Linked DNA regions of Gossypium hirsutum: region 1 is linked to region 2. Evidence: chromatin contacts called from public Hi-C data. All regions are on one chromosome and are shown on one strand. The core of a region is the stretch at or near the end of the contact, and the rest is flanking DNA. Distances in the headings are between cores, read along the strand shown.

Evidence for each region. A called contact is a pair of places that touch in the nucleus more often than the background predicts.
Region 1: a contact with region 2 is called in a Hi-C map of leaf, with 1.9 times the contacts expected there. The contact joins the promoter of LOC107897738 here to the promoter of LOC107897734 in region 2. A contact is called at or near these places in 2 of 34 Hi-C or Micro-C datasets (callus and leaf).

What each region holds. Positions count from the first base shown.
Region 1 is chrA10:26,765,659-26,769,467 of Gossypium_hirsutum_v2.1, forward strand. LOC107897738 (60S ribosomal protein L23) reads left to right here and starts at 2,287. Exons shown (of 6, transcript XM_016823301.2): 1 at 2,287-2,693; 2 at 2,763-2,788; 3 at 3,434-3,602. The coding sequence starts at 3,590.
Region 2 is chrA10:26,561,871-26,565,643 of Gossypium_hirsutum_v2.1, forward strand. It overlaps LOC107897734, which reads right to left and starts at 2,424. Exons shown (of 6, transcript XR_005903582.1): 1 at 2,174-2,424; 2 at 1,786-1,893; 3 at 741-854.

The DNA of each region.
Region 1 (3,809 bases), core at 1,037-3,536, 200 kb after region 2:
AGTACAATTCAACCATAAAGATTCATAGCCATTTCATAGAATAATTCATAAGCTTAACAGTGCTCCTTTGTTTGCATTTATGTCATGCTTCATTTCCAAATTCCATACATATTTCACAAAGATAGAGTCTTTCATATTCAGAATTTTAGTACGATTCATACGTTCCTGTATAGGTTATACATTTCATAAACTCATTCTCATATTTGTACTCTTTCATCAGACAGTTCAGAAACGATACAGATACTCGTAAACAAGTACAACATCGACGTCTCGGACGTGGTCTTACATGTAATTCAATATCGATGCCTCTGTCCCAGACAAGGTCTTATACAAAATCAGATACGATGCCGATGTCCCACACATGGTCTTATACGTAAATCTCAATCGAGGCCTATGTCCCAGACACGGTCTTACACGATATCTCAGATAGTTGTCAATGTTCCTTTAGAAGTATACAGAGCTTTTCAAACACCAACATATTAACAGAATTTACTCAAAAGGTATTCATCAGGCTCTCAAGGCCATCCAATACAAATTAAAGTTTGTATATGTAGAATTTAATCAGTTTAACACGTAATTGTAATTTGACTTACCTCGTACGGATTTCAGATTGAATGAGTCGACAATTCAACTATTTTTGGACTTCCCTCGATCTAAGTCTGATTTTCTTTGTTCTTGATCTAATACAATTCAAATTCAACCATTCAATCATTCATTTCACTCAAAATAATCCATGAACACATATTTAGGGCACTTTTCATTTTAGCCCTTACATTTTCACACTTTGACAATTTAGTCTATTTTTCACAAAATCACAAATATGCAAAAATTCACCAAGACTATAGCTTGGCCGAATATACATGGTTTCCATACAAGCCCAAATAACATATTTACTTCACAATTTAGTATTTCAAAACCTCATTTTCAAAAATTAACCCAAATAGCTCTATTTCATCAAAATTTCAAAGACAAAATTTATAAGTCATCTACCAAGCCTTTATGATTCATTCAAAAACATCACAAAACTCATGATATCAACAATGGCATTTCATGAAATCTTTAACAGAAACAGAAATTCAGACATGGGCTCTGAAGAACACGAAACAACGATCACAGAAACGTAGAAATTATTAAAAACGGTCAAAAATTCATACCTTAATCAAGATGAACAAGGGCCGAACCTTAAATAAGCTTATTTCTTTCTTTTTTCCTTTAATTTTCGGCAAGAACAACCTATTATGGACACATTTCATGTTTATATTAAAAATGTTTGTTTTTATTTAATATATCATTTATACGCTTTTTACCTTTTTAACATTGTTAATAAAACATTAATTTCCATCCACTAATGTCAATAATTGTCCATATCATATAACAATGGTCTAATTGCATCTTAAAGACCTCATATTTAACAAGACAAATCAATTAGGCACTTAATCAAATAGAAAGCTACTTTTGCATTCACTTCGATTAAGTCCTTTTTCATAATTAAGCATAGAAACAGACAAATTAAATCACAGAAATTTCGCAGATATAAATTCACATGTCACAGACACAGAATCAGTATATCCGATAGGAATAAGATCTCTTCCAAAATACACAAGCATATAATCCCTCATTCTCCATAAATACTTGAGTATATCCTTAATTGCTTACTAGTGTCTTGGACCGGGATTCGTCTGATATCGACTCATCAACCCTACTACCAAATAGATATATGGACGTATGCATAACATAACATACATGAGACTTCCTATTGCAAAAGCATAAAGAACATTTCTCATATTTTCTAGATGTGTGCATAACAGATATTTGAGCCCAAAACGTTAAATTTGATTTAATTCAAGTTTAATTGTTAATTTTAAAAGTTCACAAAATCCTTAATTTATTGACTTATTTACATTTGATGAATTTACTTGAAAAAGATCACAAATAATAAAGTCTTTTTTAAGTTTGATTAAATTTAGGTTTAACTGAATTCATTTTATAAAATCAATTATGGGCTTGTTTTTGGACCTTTTGAAAGGGAGTTGATTTTAAATCAAAACTAAGTTTGGGCCTTTTTCACCATCATTCTCTTAGATCATTTATTGGGGTTCCCAACTCCATTATTACCATCACTAGTTCATCCATTTGATTAAAACGAATTTTATAATTTAAATTTAATATTTATATTTTTTATATTTAATTTTTTAACACTAAATTTTTTTAGTATTTGATTTTTTCAGTTTATCAAACAACATCAAAGTTAAAAATAATAATAATAATGAAGCCATAACTTGGGGACTCCATTCGTGAATCCGAACGGTAAGGGGGGAGGCGTCGTTGAGAAGAATATACCAAAAATTGTGGCTCGTTGGATGATGGAGCTCGAAAAGCGTGAAGATTAAAAAGCTTTTAGGTTGATTTTGAGATTTTTTTAGAAGTTCTTTTAGAAAATTAGAGGGAACTTGAGGAGAGGAGATAGAGAGGAGCATTTTGGTGCGATGGTGTGCTAGTGACAGAACCGTAGTGAGGCGGTGTGAAGGCGGCAACTAGGGCTACTAGAAGAAGAAAAAGGAGAAAAAAGAAGAGAGAAAATAAAAGGAAAAAGAAAAAGGGCAAATTGTTAAAGAAAAAACTTTTGGCAGTTTCTACACGAGAAAAGGGAAGACAGAGGAAATTCCAGCATTAGTCCATCAACCTTTTTGGAGGTAAACCGCACTTTAGGCCCTGTAATTTTAAGTTTCTTCTCTAACTTTTTTTGTTTGTTTGCATTTCAGGGAAACGGGTTAGATGGTACACGCGGGTAGCTCGGTGCATTCTTACCATTTTTAGCTATTTTAATTCTCTATTTAATATCTAATTTTAATTTAGATCTGAGAAAATTAAAATTGCTTTTTAGAAACAAAAGAAAAAAGTATCGACAATGTATTTGACGGAATGTGGTAGTGTTTCCGTTGAGGCATTAAATTTTATTATAATTTCAAAACTAAAAATTAGAATATTTAGTTGAATTTTTTTGTGTATATATATATTTTTAAACGAGGTAATATCTTCGAATTAATTTGATCAATGATTCAATCATATTTTTAGTATTTTCGTGAACACTGGGAAATATTAAAAAATTATTTTTATTTAAAATTAATGCACTAAAAAATTAATTATTTTTATCTATAAATAATATGAGGGATCATGATTTATTATAAAAGAATTAAACATAATATTTTCAACGTTACATTTGTAAGTAGTTATCTATCTACTTATTTATCATATTAGCAGTTTTTAAAAAATTATATATTAAGTAAAATTTTAATATTATTATTATTAATCACCATTAAAAAAATTAAATGTTCTCAATAAAATATATATTTTTAATAATTTATCAAAGACATTCTAAAATTGATTTTACTATTTATTAATCAAATATAATTGAATTTCTCAAATCTATTAGGTGGATGCCCAAGGTTATGGGCAGGCCCAATTTCATGCCCATCGGGAACAGTTCAGTCACCTGAAATGCAAAACCCAAAGAAACCCTAACTACACCATCTATATAAAGCTCAAATCTCCCTAGTCCTTGCTTTCTGTTTCTCTCCAGCCGTCGAAAATGTCGAAGCGAGGTTAGTTTGTATATTTCTCTCTTTCCGTTTGTTTCCCGAGAAAAAAAAAAGAGCAAGCCAAATGAAGACAAGATCCACCTTTTATATTTTCTTTCATAATTCTATAAACAAAACCCAGATTTTATTTATTTTGTTTTCTTTATTTCCTACAGAAATCTCTTTGTTTGGGGTATTGTTTATGTCTCATAAGCTGTTTGATAGTTGATA
Region 2 (3,773 bases), core at 1,174-3,673:
CATCTAGATTGATTTGTTCAATCTTTTATTTTTATTTTTTTGCAAAACAACTTAGATTAGGTGTTAACATTTACCTCCTTATATTATATTATATTATATGTTTTTTAATTTAATCTCTAAATTTTTTTTTTAACATTAGTACTGAAATTTGACAATTTTTCTTAAATTTAAACCTAACGTGATATTATGATATTGCATAATGTGATTATATAAATCATTATAGTTTTTTTTATTATAAAAGTAGGTGATAATATGCATTATTAAAAAGTAAATATTGTTTATTTTTTGGTAAGGGGCGGGGATTTAGAGGCAATTAAAATTTTTGTATTGTATTAAATTAATTAAAAAGGAAATAATAAATCAGGGTTGGAAATAATATACCACTACACATTTAACACATAATGGTTCCAACTAAAAAAGTCAAATAAAAATAAACTTGGTAAAAAACCAAAGGCAAAATGAACACTACAACAGGGCCAAACAAACACTTTTACTTTGTATTGGGGATTAATATTCAATGGCACTTTAGAAAAACTCGTCCAACAAAAACTGCAATACCATAAGTCATATCTAATGTTCAAGCTTAATGCAATATAGATCACATTCAAGTTTTAATGGCATAACAAGATCTTAATAATGATGAAGACGAGTGCAAGGATAATTAGTGACTGTAGTAATAGAAGTGTCAACTCCATAACAGAAAACAGAGGTAAAAGTTATAAAAGGAGAATTAAAATTACTTCCAGCAGACCAAGTGCATAACAAGTCCAGTCTTAATTTTTTCAACCTTTTAGGTAAGCAGCAGACTTGCCGATAAGTCCAATAGTACTTGCAGTTGGTCAAATGTCTCAGGCCTGTAAAACAATATAAAAGGAATATAACTCATTGATCTTGTAGCAGAATCTTAAGTCATATTTGATGTTCAAGCTCAATGCAATACCATAACCATAGCCCACAAATACTTAAACTTAAGCAAACTGGGTAAACAATTCAACAAGTTAAGATGTATACTTTCAATAGGCTCCTCAGGGCCGAAGCGTAAACTTACTTTGTTTCCACTGTCAACATCACGAAGCTCTAGCTGTAGTTTTAGGGGGAACAATTATTTTAGTTAATTTTCTGTTATTGTAGCTCACTAAAGCATATGAGCAGTTAGGAAGATTGTGAAAAGTGAACAATACATATTTATCAAATTTCTATTACAGACTTTTGCACTTATTTACGGTGAGAATTCTGCAACTCCAAAATAATTAACAACACATAAAAAAGCAAAAGAATCAGAAAATGAACAAAGTTAACATTTCTTACTCCAAACATAACAAAACAAAATCGAATTCCATTTTGTTTTTACATTCATACAGACGCAAGTAGCATCCATAGATACTCAGAATAGATTGAGCAAATGTAATACTTAACCCTTTTATGAGAGATCATATAAAAAGCTCAGTATGAAGCACAAATTTAAAGAAAAATCGGGAGATAGGAATAATAAGAGGAAAATGAGAAAAGAAGTAAACATGGCAAGCGAAGCAGTAAAGGTCAGAGCTTTCAGCTGTAAGCGAGTTTAGGTGGAATTGGTAATGGTGTAGCCATGGGATCTTGATTGGTTAGGGTATTCGATGGAATGTGACCTCAATAAGAAAGCTGACGATGGTGGGAGAATGGTGTGAAGGAAGAAAAACAAGAAGAATGAAAGAAAGAGCATTTGTTAACATTTTACAACCCAAGCTACACAAACAAACAAACAAACAAAAAGTTGGTAAAAAAAGGGCAGCATAGCCTCACCTGAACTCGACGCTGATAGCGGCAGTTGGAGACGACAGTGGCGACTGGCGAGCTTCAAGGCAGCAAATACAACAGCAGCTAGAAAGGAGTAACACCATAGCACAACCACTTAAATCATGAAACAAAAATTAAAAAAAAATTAAGCATGAAACTTTTACATAATTCACACAAACAAACTAAGAACACTTTAAAATAATTTACTGAAGCTTTTGATTCATTAAAACCCAAAACAATTCAGCAACCAAATCAAATTCTAGAAACCCAGAAAAAGGAACACAAAAATTATGAGGATCTAATGAAAAAACCGAGAAGGATCAAAGTGAGACCAAAAAAGAACTTTAACTAACAAAATCAGAGGAAAAAAAAGGAATCAAAGGCCATCACTTACCGTAAATAAGGAGGTTCAAAGGAAGGAAGATGAAGATAGTGAATGAAGCTTGATTTGTCATCGATTAAGGATCCAATTTCTATAGGGTTTACTTTGGGAAAAATGTTTACAAAGAAATTGTCTGAAGTGTGAAAGTGAAAACGACGAAGATAAAGATGAGAGACAGGATATTTTGGTCCAAAATAGGGAAAAATGTTATTACCTGTGCCTTTGAATAGCTAATCAAACCCCAAGCCCTTGAATTGCTATTACGGGTCGTACTGTAATAGAAGCTAATTCCATTCAGCATGTAATAGCCATTACCGGCAACCAAACGTTGGTTTGGTGGTGGGCCCATTGAATCGGCTGTAATTTATTCCTATTACACCCAACCAAACATTACCTGAGTTGGCTAAAATATTGTGGTTAATTGGTAAAAGTGGTTATCAATATGATAAGGCTATTGAACTTGAATTGGAATGTCTAACTTGGTGTAACATGAGAAATTGAAAAACACATGTATGACAACATTCAAATGCTTTAATTGGGTTTTATTAAAGAATGATTAACCATTGAAATGATGTTATAACAAGTGTTTATGATATGTTTAAGTATGAAAGAGATTAAGGGCAATAAAAGGCTTGAAAATAGCTTAAGTGTTGGCCACACGGGCAGAGACACGGCCGTGTGTCTCAGCCATGTGGATGACACGGCCTAACGCACCGGTGTGTGGCTTGACCGTGTAGTTCGATTTATTTCCTAGCGTCATAAACAGAGAGTTACATGGCCTGAGGACACAGGCATGTTGATGGCACATGGGCGTGCCCCTATGTCCACATGGGTGTATGACCCTGTTTCATGGGAAAAATTTCTAAGTTTTTTCCCAGAGCTTTCCAAAGTTCTTGATTTAGTCCCAAACCCTTTCTAAAGTATGTTTTGGTCTTCGTAAACCCAAATAAGGGACTATGTGCATGTGATTGAATGTTTTAAAATATGAATGAAATTTTATGATCCGGTTTGCATGATTGTCTGTGTTTAAGTCCGGTAATGCCTCGTACCCTGTCTCGGCGTCAGACACGGATAGAGGGTGTTACACTCAGATACTTTAATATCCAACACATATGCAAGATAAGCGTCATACCCTTTTTCTAACAAATTTCTGTGCTGATATTGCTGAAATCACATTAGGTAATCCATCTAGTTTATCAGATTCGACATGAAGTAATTCACTACTCTCACATTTTAATACAATATATTTCTATTTACAGTTCACCACTGCATCATATTGGGTTAACCAATCCATCCCCAAGATCACATCAAATTCATCAAATGGTAATAACATCAAGTTAGTTGAAATGCAATAACCTTTTACCATCAATTGACAGTTTTTACAGACTTTATCCACCATAACACACTAGCCCAGGGGTTTGAAACTTTAACCACAAATTCAATGAATCTAACAGGTAAATTTTTAACAAACACTACGTTCGTGCATATGTATGAATGTGTGGAACCAGGATCAATCAATGCCGTAATATCAGTATCAAGTAGAGAAAATGTGCCAATAATGACGTCTGGTGTAGAGGCATCTTCTCTAACACGAATAGCATATGTTCTTGCA